Regions from separate parts of the Mus musculus genome. Here regions 1, 2 and 3 are each linked to region 4. The links are chromatin contacts, called in public Hi-C and promoter capture Hi-C maps. All regions are on one chromosome and are shown on one strand. Each heading gives the region's core, a stretch centred on a gene start, on an enhancer-like site or on the middle of the called end of the contact. The rest is flanking DNA. Distances are from core to core; before and after follow the strand shown.

The links. Promoter capture Hi-C pulls out the DNA fragments that hold promoters and counts their contacts. A called contact is a pair of places that touch in the nucleus more often than the background predicts.
Region 1: a contact with region 4 is called in a promoter capture Hi-C map of cranial neural crest. The contact joins the promoter of Haus5 here to the promoter of Pnkp in region 4. A contact is called at or near these places in 2 of 39 promoter capture datasets (cranial neural crest and maxillary cranial neural crest) and 1 of 9 other capture datasets (liver).
Region 2: a Hi-C map of neutrophils shows a contact between it and region 4, with 8 times the contacts expected there. The contact joins the promoter of Zfp36 here to the promoter of Pnkp in region 4. A contact is called at or near these places in 1 of 39 promoter capture datasets (cranial neural crest) and 1 of 484 Hi-C or Micro-C datasets (neutrophils).
Region 3: a contact with region 4 is called in a promoter capture Hi-C map of maxillary cranial neural crest. The contact joins the promoter of Rps16 here to the promoter of Pnkp in region 4. A contact is called at or near these places in 2 of 39 promoter capture datasets (cranial neural crest and maxillary cranial neural crest).

Annotation. Positions count from the first base shown.
Region 1 is chr7:30,662,848-30,666,852 of GRCm38.p6, forward strand. Haus5 (HAUS augmin-like complex, subunit 5) reads right to left here and starts at 2,147. Exons shown (of 19, transcript NM_027999.1): 1 at 1,984-2,147; 2 at 376-438; 3 at 248-280; 4 at 89-113. The coding sequence starts at 2,081.
Region 2 is chr7:28,377,913-28,381,750 of GRCm38.p6, forward strand. Zfp36 (zinc finger protein 36) reads right to left here and starts at 1,316. Exons shown (of 2, transcript NM_011756.4): 1 at 1,262-1,316; 2 at 1-581. The coding sequence starts at 1,285.
Region 3 is chr7:28,349,113-28,353,202 of GRCm38.p6, forward strand. Rps16 (ribosomal protein S16) reads left to right here and starts at 1,577. Exons shown (of 5, transcript NM_013647.2): 1 at 1,577-1,739; 2 at 1,880-1,981; 3 at 3,065-3,161; 4 at 3,251-3,298; 5 at 3,382-3,586. The coding sequence starts at 1,692. The coding sequence ends at 3,527. It overlaps AF357399 (snoRNA AF357399), which reads left to right and starts at 2,428; the gene lies at 2,428-2,521.
Region 4 is chr7:44,854,397-44,858,496 of GRCm38.p6, forward strand. It overlaps Pnkp (polynucleotide kinase 3'- phosphatase), which reads left to right and starts at 2,750. Exons shown (of 16, transcript NM_021549.3): 1 at 2,750-3,158; 2 at 3,767-3,813; 3 at 4,057-4,100. The coding sequence starts at 3,008. It overlaps Akt1s1 (AKT1 substrate 1 (proline-rich)), which reads left to right. Exons shown (of 5, transcript NM_026270.4): 5 at 196-1,025. The coding sequence ends at 339.

The DNA.
Region 1 (4,005 bases), core at 897-3,396, about 14 Mb before region 4:
ACAGACCCATCACCTCCAGGGCCTAGAGCAGAATATTTGCAAGCTGACTATTGGTTGAGGGAGAATATTAACCACACAGGCTTCTTACCTTTGGATTGTCCTGATAGGCATGCCTAGAGAAAAGAGAATAGAGTTAGGAGATGGCTGGGGCTTCCAGGGGAGAAGGCAGGAAGTAGAGGCCTTGGTTATGGACAAGGCTAGACAAAACTGGTGAAGATAGGAATCAATGAATTTAAGAAGCAGTTACCAGAGGAGGTTTCCCTGGATCTTCTTGATATTCCTGCATTGGAGAGATGAAGGGAGAGGAGTTGCTGTGGGCCTTCCCTGTGCCTTTCCCACTCTCTGACCCCCTCCCCTGCACTAGGTTTGGCTTACCTCTGACTACGCACATGCTGCACAATGTAGGCCCAGATGTCAGCGCCCTGACTCAGACACAGCCTGAAGGGATACAGCATAGAGTATGACTGGAGCATTGCCCAGGAGGAGAGGAGGACCCTCCACTGTCTCCACAGTTATGGTGGTGGAAAGTTCCAAGATTTCTCACTTCGGTGGGTGGGCCTGGGGGTTGTCACTGAGAGGGTGGCCTTCTCCCTAAGTCTGAGGGTATTCTTATTCCATGACAGGTTCTATTTCTTCTAGGAGAGGTTTAGTTGTAGTCACTTTCAGAGGTGGGTGTAAGAGGTTTCCACCCCAGGAAATGGTCTTTCATAACAGGGTCATATGCTACTGGTTTCTGCAGATTTGATCCCCAATAGAACAGCCACTGCCAACTGCCTAGTGTCACCTTTGATTAGGGTAAGAGTGGGTAGGTGAGGTGCTGTAGGAACCCCCTTATTCTGCAGATCTGTCTCATTCTCGATGAGGGATAAAGAAATAATAGTTTTGTTTTGTTTTTTTGGTTTTTTGAGACAGGGTTTCTCTGTATAGCCCTGGCTGTCCTGGAACTCACTTTGTAGACCAGGCTGGCCTCGAACTCAGAAATCCGCCTGCCTCTGCCTCCCGAGTGCTGGGAAGAAATATAGTTTTTAGCTTAATATTTTGTTTTGTTTTGTTTTTGTCTTTTCAAGACAGGGTTTCTCTGTGTAGCCGAACTCAGAAATTCACCTGCCTCTGCCTATCAAGTGCTAGGATTAAAGGGGTGCGTCACCACGCCCGGCTTAGTTTTTAGCTTAATTAATGTATACCAAAGTTATTTGCAGAGCTTGCTTCCCCTATCTCTGTCTCCTGCTGCAAGCTGTCTGCAGCAGCCACTCTCTATCTTCAGCTGTCTCCTGCTGCTTAAAGAATCTTCCCTTTCTCCAGGCAGTGGTGGCGCATGTCTTTAATCCCAGCACTTGGGAGGCAGAAGCAGGTGGATTTCTGAGTTCTAGGCCAGCCTGATCTACAGAGTGAGTTCCAGGACAGCCAGGGATACACAGAGAAACCCTGTCTTGAGAAACTCAAAAAAAAAAAAAAAAAAAAAAAAAAAAAAGAAAGAAAGAAAGATTCTTCTCTTTCCCTGCCAGTGTAAACAAATTCAAGACCACCCGGCCCCTTCCCTATCTGCAGGGACAGACTAGTGGTCATAAAGACCACAGCTGCCAGAAATGACCATCCTTGAGAAAACCTCCCTAGCCCTCCTCAGCCTGAATTCTGAGGAAAACTACAAGCTGCTTTGACCTTGCTGATTGCTGACAAAGTTTTCTGCCAAATTAAAATTATACTGTTGCTTTATTAGCCAATAATAAAATAGCTGTGTGAGCCCTTTCACAAAAAGTATAAATTAGCTGTATTTAGACAATCGGGGTTGACTCTCCCTGCGAGGCTGAGCAACCTCATGTGCGTCGGATTAAAAACCTCTTGTTATTACAGCGTCTATGATCAAGCTGTGTTTCTGGGGGTCGCGTTCTCTACACCTGGGCCCCGGGGGTCTAACAGGGCGGTGATCTTACTCCTCGAGGCTAATTCCAGGATGGGGAGACCTTACTCCAGAAGCAGCCTCACCTACGCAGCGTCGACTCCCGGGGGCGAGCTGCTAGGGGCACCTCCATCTCTTCAGCAGCCCAGCGACTCAGTTCCCGCTCTTTCTGCGTTAGTTCCATGGCTGTCACAGAGCTCAGCTGCAGTCGCAGCTTCCCGCACTCTCTTTAAGTATGGCGCCCATCTATGACGTCAGGAGCGCGACGCTGAGATGTCACCGGTTGCCAAGCAGACAGCAGGTCCCGGCTGACGGGTCTCTCTGTACCGGGCCGCTACCCGTAGCGGCTCTTGGCGCTCTAGTGTATGTAGGTTAGTAAATGAAAATGAAAAGGATGGGGTGAAATTCAGACACCCGCTTATCCACCTTTGTTCTTTCACTCACTGTAAGAGGCAGAAGGTTCTAAAAGCTTCACTCTACCTGGGGAAAAAAAGGGGGCGGCGGGTGGGAACGTGCAAGAAATTTCCTTTTCCCAAACTCGGGCTTTTAGACAAAACCCATCATTCTCTCAGGGACTTAAGAAAATCGTTTTTACTTGCTAAAAGTGGTCATTCTCCTCGTCTTTGGCAGAAGGGACATAGAACTCTTCCATTAATCTATGCCTTTGGTGGCGTCTATTGGCATATCGAGGTCTATGCTAGCTTCTAGGTTCCTTCAGGCCCTTCTCACAACAACCTCTTACAGAGTCATCCTGCCTGCCTGGCATACCCCGCCCCTACACCGAATCTCTCTAGCCCCCGAGCTTTGCCCACTTCAGATTCTCATAACTCAGCCATTTTGGCCACTCCCCTCTTTATTCCCAAGCACCCTCGGGGTCCTCTTGGAACCCTCTCTCCAAGTCTTCTCTTCTTAGCTCGCCCCCGCCCCACTCCCCACCTCTCCTCTCGTGGCCCCATCTATTTTGCTGGTTATATTCAGTCTGAACTCTTCCAGATGCCTCTGGCTGTACTCTTCTTCATGTCTACAGTAAAATCCTTCTCACCCATACTTAGGAGCATTCTTGTCCTGTTGTGGGTTGCCCTGGCGCCATTTGTATTTTGATGTTTATTCTGCTTCATCAAGAGGAGCTGTCCTCTACAATGAGCAGAGCGCATACTCAGGTGATCTCACTGGGCCTTCTTCCCAGTCTCAGAGAGGGAGGAGAGAGACATGGCCTGGAGAAGCCGCAAGTAGCAAGAAGTCTCATAGTTGGCAACTAGATTAGTACAGTGATAGATCTGCCCAATCTAGGCATATAGCTTATAACTATAACTGAGTTGTGTGTTTTTTATACGGGCTTATTGGGGTGAGAAATTACCGCAACATTGTCCTGATTTTCATTCAATGAGAAACAAATGAGAGACAATGGACTTAATGCTCATTTTATTAATTTTTAATTTAGCTAACTTTTCTATATATTTTAAGATATGTTAGATCTTATTTTGTGAGTATATGTTTTTTTGCCTGCATGCAGTACGGTAATTCCCCAAATTAATCTGCAAGCTCCACCTGCTCAGGAACCAGATAACTTCCTGGAATGCAGGAATTTAATTTTTAAAAAAGATTTATTTATTATTATATGTAAGTACACTGTAGCTGTCTTCAGACACACCAGAAGAGGGCATCGGATCCAATTACAGATGGTTGTGAGCCACCATGTGGTTGCTGGGAATTGAAGTCAGGACCTTTCAGAAGAGCAGTCAGTGCTCTTAACCACTGAGCCATCTCTCTAGCCCCCGTCTTATCTTAAAAATCCAGGTTTATAGAATTTTACTAAGATAAAAACTGCACCTCCATGCACGTATGTACAGCAATGTACCTTTCAGACAGCCACACTCGTAACATAAAAACCCACTTGCAATTAATTTTAGAAAGATTAAATGGTTTACACTATTAGAACTTGATTTTGCCTTCTGAAAATTATGATTATGCTCTATGTCTTTGCTCTTTAAAAAATACTTAATTTTGATATTGCAAAGACACAATTGAGAGATTTCAAACTTCCTTTAAAAAGTTTTAGAGGCTTACAACATTAAAAAAGGTTAAACATTACTGGCTTAGAGATGTCT
Region 2 (3,838 bases), core at 66-2,565, about 16 Mb before region 4:
GAGGACAGGGAAGGGCCAGAAAAGCCTGGAGGTGGCGGCGAGCTTCTGCGGCCTGAGGGCAAGCCGGAGAAGCTGATGCTTTGTCGCAGCACATGGGGCTGGCCAGGGAGAGCTAGGTCCTCGGTGGGGTTGTGGATGAAGTGGCATCGAGAGCCATAGGGGCAGCGGCCCTGGAGGTAGAACTTGTGGCAGAGTTCCGTTTTGTACTTGGGGTGGCGATTGGCTTGGCGAAGTTCACCCAGGCCGTGAGCAAACTGGCACTTGGCCCCGTAGCGACAACGCCCGCTTTCTGAGTAGGTCCGACAGAGCTCGGTCTTGTATCGAGAGGAGGTGGTGGGAGTTGCAGTAGGCGAAGTAGGTGAGGGTGACAGCTCAGGGCCTGGGCGGGGAGCCAAAGGTGCAAAACCAGGGGGTGGGGGTACCCAGCCACAGCTTCGGCCCTCCACCAGGCTAGTGGAGCGGCCAGTCAGGCGAGAGGTGACCCCAGACGGGATGGAGTCCGAGTTTATGTTCCAAAGTCCTCCGAGGGATTCGGTTCCTCCGTGGTCGGATGACAGGTCATGGCTCATCGACTGGAGGCTCTGAGAGGAACAGGGTTCGGTTAGGCCACCAGAAAAGGTAAGGTGACGTCGCCCCGCCCCTGTTGTAAAGCACTTCACGAGCTTGCCAGTCCGGTTTGTGGGTTCTCGGCCTGAGCCCCACCCGGCTCACACAAACTCCAGGGAGAACCTGACTACAGAGATTTGAGTGTTTCCACATGACTGAAGGTAATCCAGAAGGATCTAGGAAGCCCAGTATCCCCGATCGAGAGAGGGTTCCCCCCCAAATCAAAGCACACTGCTGCTCGCCAACTTTGGGCCTCTAGGACTCCCCCCCCCCCCATATGACCGCCCACCGGGCGCTCGTTTCACAACTTGAAGGAGCCGGCCAAAGCTGACCCAGGAGGCCAGATCTCTCTAGAACTCTTACCCTGTCAACTCCCCCCCTACCTCAACCTTAGCACCTGCTTGGCCACCAAACCGCGCCATGGGCAGCGAAGGGCACTAGACAGGTGTGATGCCGCTTCCGCCCTACGCGAGTGACAGCAGTGTGCCAGCTTTTCGTCCCAAGGGGATCGCCGGTATCTGGACCGAGGCGCTAGGCTCGCTGGCTCCCTCTCTCATTTCCAGCCAGCCAGGGCTAGTCTGAGAAGGTACGGAGGCGTCCCGGGCCTAAGTTTGGTGCGTCGGGGATCCCGGGATGCTGTCTAACAGGTACTCACCTCGTAGATGGCAGAGAGATCCATGGTGGCGCGAATGGCCTTGGTGAAGAGACCGACTGTCGGTTCGCAGAAGTCAGGCTGTGGCCCGCAGCAGGAGCTTTCTCCTTTTATGGGGCGGCCTGGGGGCGTGGCCACTAGAGCTTCCGGGACGCGCCCCCGCGGCGTAGCTCGGCCGGCCTGGTACTAGGCCCCTTCCGCCTATCTGCTGGTTAGCATGCAAAATGTGCCTGAACTTGGCCCTCCCGCAGCTCCGGCCCCTCTCGGGGGGTAGTAGGGAGGGTTGTGTACGACCAACTGGAGGTGATGGTAGCGGGGCGTCCTAGTGTTTTTCAGAGGTGGAAGGCAGTCGGGAAGAGAACTGGGGCAGAAGTGGGGGCAGGGCTCTAGGGACAATTGACAAGGGCAGAGACTGAGGGCGTGTGCGTGTGAGACAGACGGGGGCGGGGAGAGACAAGTTGGAAGAGACAGAGATGGCCAGAAGCCGAGAGAAAAACAAAGAGACAGTGAGAGACATTCACAAGTAGGATCTGCTGGTTTAGGACTGTGATTCCGGCCCCTCAGGGAGGCTGAGGCAGGAGACTGGTAGTTCAAGGCCTGGCTCCACTATACAGTGGGTTCTAGGGCAGCTTGAGTAACTTGGTGAGACCCTTTTCTTAGGAAGTAAAAAGATGCCAGATCACTGATGGCCCAAACTTTTAATTTCAGCACTTGGAAGGCAGAAGCAGACGGATTTCTATGAGTTCGAGGCTAGCCTGGTCTACAGAGTGAGTTCCAGAACAGCCAGGACTACACACAGAAACCCTGTCTTTTTTGTTTGTTTGTTGTTTTTGTTTTTCGAGACAGGGTTTCTCTGTATAGCTCTGGCTGTCCTGGAACTCACTTTGTAGACCAGGCTGGCCTTGAACTCAGAAATCCGCCTGCCTCTGCCTCCGGAGTGCTGGGATCAAAGGCGTGTGTCACCATGCTCGGCTGAGAAACCCTGTCTTGAAAAACAAAACAAAAGACAAGACAGTGGCATATGGTTGTAATCTTGGCATTTGGAGGTGGAGGAAGGGGGATCAGGCGTTCAATGTCAGACTAAGCTATTGATTGAGTTCCAGGTCCTACTTTTAAAAAAAAAAAAAAAAAAAAAGAGAAACCACGAAGGTAAGGAGGAAGTAAAACGAAGTCTCAGCGACTTGGTATGTACTCCTTAGAGCCAACCCTATTATAGAAAGAAAAAAAGATGACATTTACAAAGTGGGGAGACAGTAAGACAGGGAGAGGGGACTGGGAAACAAATCTAGGCGAGGAAGTGGGTTACAGAAAGATAGAAAGGCGAAATAAAAACTTAAACCTGAAGGCACAGAACCTGTAAGACAGTTGGTCCAGGTAGGGACCGCTCTGAGCTGTAGCTCAGCAGTGCCCTTCCAACCCCCTAGTCTAGCATGGCTGGATAGCACATTTACCCAAGCTGCAGTTTAAATTAAGAGGTTTTGCTTCCGAAAACTCAAGGTTGGAACAGCTTACGTCTTTTATTAGGGAGGAAGCTCTGCTCTATTGAAAGAATGGGCCACCTTCAACGTTGAATGGGTTTCTAGTAATGCAAGCAGTCTTAACTCAACTCTCTGGAGATCTGTAAGGTTTTTGCTTTTCAGTCGGTCTCCTTAGCCGGCTTGGAACTTGCGATCCTCCAGTCTCCACCACCCAAGTAGTGTTAGGATTACAGGCATGGCCGCCACACCCAAGTCAAAAGTGTTATTTCAAGGATATCTCCAGTGAAAAAGAGTTCTTGTGTATGGGGGTTATCATTGCCAGGAGTGTAATTACCATGCTGGGAAGTTCTCACACGGTGCGTTGCGTATCGAGGTAGGGAGATTCTGCCAGGCTACTTACTGGCTTGCCTCATAGGAGAGGGGGTTGGGGGGAATCCCTGGTGCAGCGCTTTCTGGGGCCAAGGGGCCTTCCTGGGCTGGTCCCGTGAGCAGGGCGGGCCATAGGCTGCTGTGGCACGGTTGCGGCCTCCCGCTCGCCCGTGACTCACTCGCTTAGGGCGGGGGAGGGGGGGCTTCCTGGAAGCCGTGACGAGGACGCTCAGCCCGGACGCTTGGGTTCCTTCTCTTGTAACCAGGGTTCCAGTCTGTTGTAAACAGTCTCGAGGACAACGGGAAAAGAAGGGAAGGAGGGGCACAAAAACTTGCCTCCCGCCCAGTTTACAAATCCCTGAGCCAGCCAATTTTAGGACCAAACGCAAAAAGCGAGGGTTGGGGTGGGGCATGTCGGGGTTTTTTGGAGGCCAGCAGGGACTGGATCATGGAGGAGTAATTCCAGTTTCGATTCCCTGGAGACTGGGAACCTTTTGCCATTCCTGACTCAGCCTGGCCCCCTCCTCTATCTGCTGAGTCACTGGGATTAAAGCTTGGATGCCTGGTATTGGGCTACTCTCTAAAGGATGCGGGCGTTGGGGATAGAAGACGGTTTAAGCAGGACAACCCCTCTGAAAATGAAGACTTTAAGCCGTAGGACTCACAAAGTGTGTCGTCATCTAAAATACGGGGCCAGGTGCTAGCTCTTTTCTGCCCCACACCTTGTGCCTTG
Region 3 (4,090 bases), core at 327-2,826, about 17 Mb before region 4:
CCAGTGGTTTTCCCCTAACTTCCCAGCTCCAAGAAGGAGTTACCACTGCCAAGGCATGGTCACGCCAGTGTGGACAGTGCTATGCTTTGGTTTGGGCTGGCCTGGAGCACTGACCTTTAATCCAGAGATCCACTGTGTGTCTTCCATCTTATTACATTCAAGTGTGTGTCTGTGTATGCGCGTGCACATGTGGAGCTTGGAAGACAGCCTGCAGGAGTTTGTTCTCTCCTTCTACTCTGTGAGTCCCAGGAACCAAACTCGGGCCCTCAGGCTTGGGCATTTCGCTAGCTAGTTTCTTTTCTTTCTGAAGCAGGGTCACATGTAGCCCAGGCTGGCCAGATATTCATAATGAGGAGAGGATGGCGTCGGGATTCCTCCTGACCCTTCCTCCTCCTTCCAAGTGTTAGTGTTACAGGTGCACATGACCATACCTAGTCTTTTTGTTGACAACTCTGCCTTCCAAATGTCTCCACATCCCTTAATGTCCTCCACACCCTGTGCTGCAAGAGAAACTGAGGCAATCCTGAGAAGCTGTTGCCCAGTGACTTAGAACAATTCTGGGGTGGGTACTATGGAAAAGTTAAAAGCTGGTTTTCCTCAGGTTGGTAGGCTGGAGAATTCTGTGGAGTAAACACATAGAGCGGAGGGTTTAGAGGAGCATTACGGTCACTTGGAAGTTGGAAAGATGGTGGTTAAAAGCACTAACTGCTTTTCCTAGAGAGGACCTGAGTTTGGTTACAGGTACACAAGTTGGGTGTGGCTCAGACACCCTGTAACTACATTTCCAAGGAGATTGGAGGCCTCCCTCGGGAACCTGCCCTCGAAAAAAGTATTAAATCTTAAAACAAGGCTACTTGGAGGATTCTGGATAATGATCTAAGATAACTGCCCTGAAGACAGGTCCTGAGGGTAGTTCTCTAGGGGAGGGTCAAGCTGGGAGAACAATGTCCCTGGAGCAGTTGCTGGGGAGAGGAGCCACCAAAGAGGTAGTTAATTTTGGCAGCGAAAGCAGGCGAAGGCCCGAGTCTGTGAGGAAAAAAAACGTATATAAGGCACAACCAGAAGGCAAGAGAAGTTTATTTAGGAGAGCGCTGGAAAGGGCTTTTAAGGGGTCAGGTTTCCTGGGAAGAAGAGGAAGGCAATTCTGGTGAAAGGCTGATTCGCGACGGGGGATCGTAAGGGCTAGGAAAGAGGGTTCTGGAGGCAAGATTCTGAAAAGCCAGCTTGACTTAGCATAGTGGATGCGGGAAGACTCCGATGGGATGGGGATCCTGGGAAAGGGTGGGAGGAAGAGGGTGAGAATCGGCCTGGAGAAGCGCCGAAGGAGAGCATCGAAGAGCAGGAATGTCTATAAGAACTGGCCGAAAGTCAAGACCAAGGCTGCGGAAAAGCAATGGAAAAAGGAGGCCAGCCCCATCTTCCGAGTTCTGGACGGAGTCCCCACCCTCCGGGTCCCGCACAGCTCCGCCCCTTCCCCTCCGACACCGCCCCCTCCCTTGCCTGAAGGCGTTCCCGCCGCAATTCACACGTCCCCTCTCAGGCTTCGACGTCAGCCGTAAAGCCCGCTTCTGTCGTGACGTAGCACTCAATGCGCCTGCGCAGACCCTGAAAAATCGGCTGGGTTGGCCCCGCGCTTCCCTTTTCCGGTCGCGGCGCTGCGCGGTGTGGAGCTCGTGCTTGTGCTCGGAGCTATGCCGTCCAAGGGTCCGCTGCAGTCCGTGCAGGTCTTCGGACGCAAGGTGTGCCAGGGGCGGCATAGAAAGAGGTGGGGGTGGGGAGGGGGGTGAGAAGGCCCTGGCTGGGTGACATGATGAGCTGGGGCCCGCTGAGCCAGGGTCCCGCGCTCACACGGCCCCGCCGTCTCCCTCGCCCTTCACAGAAAACAGCCACGGCTGTGGCCCACTGCAAACGGGGAAATGGGCTCATCAAGGTGAACGGACGTCCCCTGGAGATGATCGAGCCGCGCACGCTGCAGTACAAGGTGTTGGGGTCGGGCATGGGCGTCCGGGTGGCGAGACGGAAGGGAAGGCCCCGGGATGATAGGGAGTTGAGGTGGGGGAAGGAGGATGGCTTACCTCGCGGTAGACCTTAACCTGGGCTCGGGAAAGATGAAGTCGGAGCTGGTAAAATACATGAAAACGTGGCCTATTCTATAACCTCGAAGCTCTCCAGATGCGAGGGGCCCGTGGCCAGGAGAATAGCACAGTGTATCCGACCTAATTGACGATTTCTGGTCTAGAAGTATGAGTTTACAGCTCATGTGTATACTCCTAGCTCCTTGGAGGATAGCATACTACGAGTTACGAATCCAAAGCGCCGCCGTTTAGGTCAGCATGGGGCTACAACGTGGAACCTTGAAAAATACAATAGGAGTCCTCTGAAGTCTAACATTGGTAGCACTTGTATGGGTTTTTGTTGAACTAGTGGGCAAAAACTGGAAAACAAGTGCAAGAACAAATCCTCTTTTGCAACCCAGAACTCATTGTTGTATGAGTTTTGGTACATGTAAGAAGGAATATCATACCTTGCAGACAATGCATTCTAATGGTAGTGTTGATGTTAATGCCACTAGACCCCCGTGCTTAGTCTAATCCAAGTCTGTCAGGTGACTAAAAAGGACAGTCTGTCAGTTTATTTGAACGATTGGTGTGTGTACCCTGTGTTGTGAATTGGGCCAACACCAGTGATGGAGGTGGCTCTAGGCCTGCCACTCGGGGAGCTTCTGGATAGACTGGTCCTAGGTATTGGACAAATTTGATCCAAAGAGAAGATGGAATGACCACTGTGAGAACAGTGGACCTGTCTGACCTTGCTTCCTGTTTGGGGAAGTTCATAGTTGCCTGTCACTCCATGATTCCAGCTCCTCGGTGTCTCAGGCCCTCTTCTGGTCTCTATGGGCACATATACATGGGACTCTGAGGGGCACAGGGATCCTAGGATAGGCTGCCTCCTTGATTCTGGTGATGGTGGGAACCACACAAAGGGAGATGATGAATGTCCATGGAGAGTGGTTAAGTCAGGGTATGACTTAACTCCCTAACCCCATATTTTCCCATTTCTCTAGTTACTGGAGCCTGTTTTGCTTCTGGGCAAGGAGCGATTTGCTGGTGTGGATATTCGGGTCCGTGTGAAGGGTGGTGGACATGTGGCCCAAATTTATGGTAAGTCTCAGGATCTAAGCCTATGGGTGTGAGGCAGCTCCTGGAAGGACTGGGTCTTCACTAAGCTTTTTGGTCATTGTGTCTTGCAGCCATCCGACAGTCCATCTCAAAGGCCCTGGTAGCTTATTACCAAAAATGTGAGTGAGAGCTGGTCTTTCATTTCATGGCGGGTGGGCTATGTGGTAGGACCAAACTAAAGGTCTTGTCTATTAATCTCCAGATGTGGATGAAGCCTCCAAGAAGGAGATCAAAGATATCCTCATCCAATACGATCGGACCCTGCTTGTAGCTGACCCCCGTCGCTGCGAATCCAAAAAGTTTGGAGGTCCTGGTGCCCGTGCCCGATACCAGAAATCCTACCGATAAGCCCATCTCAAGGATCGGGGTTTACCTTTGTAATAAACATCCTAGGATTTTAACGTTCCTGTTTTTGTGTTGGTCTCTTTTTGTAGTATTAGTGTGGTTGGACAGTGCAAGAAACTCCCTTAGTAAGTGGCACTAAGGAGTAATGGCTGCCTTCCAGAGCATTTGAGCTCTGTTTTTGTGTGTATACGCTTGCTTGCTTATTTATTTATTTATTTTTACTTTTTTGTTTGTTTTTTTTTTTGTTTTTCGAGACAGGGTTTCTCTGTGTAGCCCTGACTGTCCTGGAACTCACTTTGTAGACCAGGCTGGCCTTGAACTCAGAAATCCATCTGCCTCTGCCTCCGGAGTGCTGGGATAAAAGGTGTACGCCACCATGCCTGGCCCCTATTTTTTTTTTTAAAGACCTGGTTTTTCTTGGCCCCTGGCTATCCTAGAACTCAACTATATCGACTCCAGAGCTGTGCCTCCTTCTGATTCACGAGTGCTGGGAATAAAGGCGTGGACCACCACATTTAATCCTCTCTGGCCTTTATGGTTTGTAGAGATGGCAGGTAGAAGGCTTA
Region 4 (4,100 bases), core at 1,500-3,999:
GGGATGCCTGCTGTCTTGGCCGAAGCGTGGCCGGACCGGGCACCTTGCACTGGGCTCCTGCTTCTTAGCAGTGGTAGAGTTGAAGAAGGAGGTGGGATGCGGAACGTGCCGGTTCGCAGCCTGCAGGACAGACAGTCCGGAATGGCGGGCTTCCGGGAGGCGGGCCCTGCACACTGACAGTTTCCTTCTCTACAGCCCTCCTCGCCCGACCTAGACCGAATAGCGGCCAGCATGCGCGCGCTGGTGCTGCGGGAGGCTGAGGACACCCAGGTCTTCGGGGATCTTCCGCGGCCGCGGCTCAATACCAGCGACTTCCAGAAGCTGAAGCGGAAATATTAAGCGAACAGAAAGCCTTGGCCTGCGAGAGGCCACTGCCTCTCGGCCCAGCAAGAGAACAATTCTTTCCGGGATTGGCTGGCTCAGGTTGGGCGGGGCCGGTTCTAAACGCTCCAAGGGTCAACTCTGTTTCTTGCCTAGCAAACGAAGCTTTGCCCGCACAGCCTTGACTCGCGGCCCCAGGGCGGAGCCCAGCTGCGGGAGCTGCCGCTGCTCAGCCAGTGTCGGGAAGAGTTGCCCGCCAGCCTTCCAGAGTTCCCCTACCCGATTGGTCCCGGCCTCCTGGGAGTGTGGCCAAGCCCTCCCTAACCCAGAATTGGCCCGAGGCCTTTAATTTCTTACACTACTAGGGCTGTTAATCAATTGTTTTTGTTTTTGTTGTTTTCTTTGCCTGAGTCCTGACAATTGTATCCCGGTTCCCCAGGGGACAGTCTGGGTCCCTCTCTGGTCTGACGCTCCCTATAGGTTCCACCGCACGACAGCCTGTCCATCAAAACTTGTCCTGTACCCAGGACAGTACCAGCTTCCTGTCCCCCGACCCTAACAGGTGCCTTAAAAGGCCCTCTCCCACCCAAGGTGGGGGGGCCAGGGGGGCCTCACTTTCCGGCCCTAGACTTGGGTGCGGGAGAGTGGGATGGGGGTAGGGAGGGGCGCTCTGAGATTAAAGTTTTACCTCTGACTAGTGAGTTCGTGTTGTGTGTGAGTGTGATGCTATGAAGCGTTCATGACAATTAAATGAAGTTCAGGGTTCGACACCCAGTCTTGGGGGCGTAACTGTGGGAGCGGTAGAAAGGCAAACCAGGGAATCTCCATTTCCCAACATCCAAAGATGAGAAAGGGGGCTAGAGGGGCTAGAGGACTGTCACCTTCACACTATTAATATTAATATGGATTGCCTCCCTTTTGTTACTTTGCTTTTTGGGATGATTTCACTTTGTAGCCCAGCCTTTCTCTTCAGTTTTTGTGCTGGGATTTCCAATCTGCCCCATCATACCGAGCTTTAGCGTATTTGTCCCAGAATTAGAAGCGATTTTCCCACTTTATTGCAAAGGGACCGGCATCATAGAAGCAAAGGAAGAGTGTATAGTGATGCTATGCGCTTCAAATGCTAAGGACAAGCTGGTTTGTTTCCGCTGCTACGCAGAGGAATGATGAAGGCGCACATCTGTCATTCCATCAGCAGGGAGATGGGTTTAAGGAGGCACAGGTGTTCACGTCAGTCTAGACTTTTTGAGACCATGCCTCAAAGAACAAAAAAAACCGTGAGCAGTGGCGCACACCTCTAATTCTAGCACTTGGGAGACAGGAGCAGGTGAATCCCCTGGTATCAAAAAGTAAAACAACCCATCAATGGCCAAGTGTGATGGCATTTTCTTCCTTCCTCTCCCCCCCCCCAGCTTTTAGAGCGTGTTTTTCAAGATAGGGTTTCTCTGTGTAGCCCTGGTTGTCCTGGAGCCCTTCTGAAGACCAAGCTGTCACTAAACTGAGATCTGCCTGCCTCTGCCTCCACTTCCCCAGTTTTAGAATGAAAGACGTGCGCTGCCAACCTGTCTGTAGAGCTCTATTTTAATACTAATATTTGGAAGACAGACAGATCCCGAAATTTGAGCCCAGTTTGGGTGTATGGTGGATTAACATACACGCCAAAAAAAAAAAAAAAAAAAAAACTTGTCTGGGCTGAAAGATAACTGCAGCCGGACTTTTTGATTTCGCTCATAGAAGGGGAGGCAAGGTCATGGGACCCTGACCTTAGTACCCAGCTGTTCCTCACAAGCAACTATATGCAATTTTGCCCTAGTTGCCTGTGGTTTGGGGAGGGGCTAGAGGATACTGGTGAGGGGGAAGGGAAGGGAAGGGCTCTGTCTGTGCAGTATGAAATGAGGCTTCATTTCTGCTAGATGAAAACTGCCCCGTGTGTTTTTTTGCAGGTAGCAACACAACCACCACCACCTATGCTCTGCAAGCCCAATATAGTCGGCTTCCCCAGAATGCTCTGTGGTGGAATCATATTTCAGGTTATATATACTTCAGGCCTTTGGAGAAGGGTAGGCATTTTTTAGGTCTTCCCCAGGAGAGCAACTTCCTCTTTATTTTATTTTTGCGGTGGGGGCAGAATCTTACTATGTAGACCAGGCTGGGCTCTGCCTGCCTCTGCCTCCCAAGTACTAGGATTAATATTAAACTCATGTGCCACCATGCCTAGGAAAGAATTTTAACAAGGCTACATCCTGAGAACCTGTCTCACTAAAACATACATACATACATACATACATACATACATACATACAAGAAAATCAAAACAAAAACAAGTAACTCTAGCGTAGGGATCAAGTGACTATGGATGCGAGTGACCCCTATCCGCTCTGGCTCAGAGCGCCTCAAGCGAGTCAGGACTGCGCATGCGCCGTGGGAGGAGCCAAATTTTCGAACAGTCTTTCCCATAGCATAGATGAGCTTTGGAATGAATTCAGAAGTGACTCTACCTATATGCAATCCTCACTGCGCATTGGAACCGTTGTGGTAGCTTGGGAAACGTCGAACCCGCCCATGGGCAAGGGGCGGAATTTCCGGTGTGGCTCGCATTGGGAAAGCAGAACTTCCGGTGGCGGGTGGGTTGCCGGCTGCTGAGCAAGCTCCACTGTGATTCTGTTCCCCTTCACAGCATCCGAGGATGTCACAGCTTGGATCCCGGGGCCGCCTGTGGCTGCAGAGCCCCACCGGTGGGCCGCCCCCTATATTCCTGCCGTCGGATGGCCAAGCCCTGGTCCTCGGTCGGGGACCCCTGACCCAAGTGACGGACCGGAAGTGCTCCCGAAACCAAGGTGGGCACGGGAATGGAACTGCTGCAGAGTGGGATTGGAAGGAAGCAGGGGAGCCTATGCCTAGCCAGAAGCAAGACGAGGCATTATGGGAGGGACAGAGAGGATCTGGGAGATTGTCACCGGAGGGGAGAAGGACAACAGAGAGACGGTCGCTGGGCAGGCTACATCAGGCGGTGATGCATCAAGCCATGCCCAAGACCTCGGTCTACCCCATGTATCTCATGGGACAAAGCAGACCCTACAGATAAAAAAAATACCTGTTCTGGACAAGTCCGTGTCTCTAGCAATCCTAGGGACTCCGAAGTACCTGTTATTATTGAGGAATAAACTGGCTCGGGGGGGGGGGGGGGGGGCAGACACCCCTGTCATCCAGAGAATTGGGTGGTAGAGGCATGAGAATCAGTTCAAGCCCAGCCGCTAGTATGTAGCGAGTTCAAGGCTATCCTGGGCTACCTGTGTTGGGGGATTGAGGAAGGAAGGGAGAAAGTGCCTCTCTTACTTAAGTCCTAGGGAGAAAGTGCCTCTCTTACTTAAGTCCTAGTAGTAGACTGTAGTTGGCCACGCCCCTGTACGTGATGTAAACCCTGACTCCACCCCCTTACCCTCAGTGGAGCTGATTGCAGACCCTGAAAGCCGGACAGTGGCAGTGAAACAGGTACCAGTGTCTTGGCAGCGGGTAGCAAGGACTTGGGAGAGGGGCCGGGTAGATGACAACCCTTCAGAAGGCTGGTCAGCTTTCCGCTTTAACACCGTGCCAGACTAGAAGCCACTAACCTTTCAAAGTTCTGACTGGCCACACGAAGTGAATAGGTGGGAAGATTAAAAATTGATTGGGAGCTAAGGTATTGGATTTGGTGGGGCGGGGTGGTGCCAACCCTAGCTCCTCCTTTGTCTGCAGCTGGGTGTTAACCCGTCAACTGTTGGGGTCCAGGAGTTGAAGCC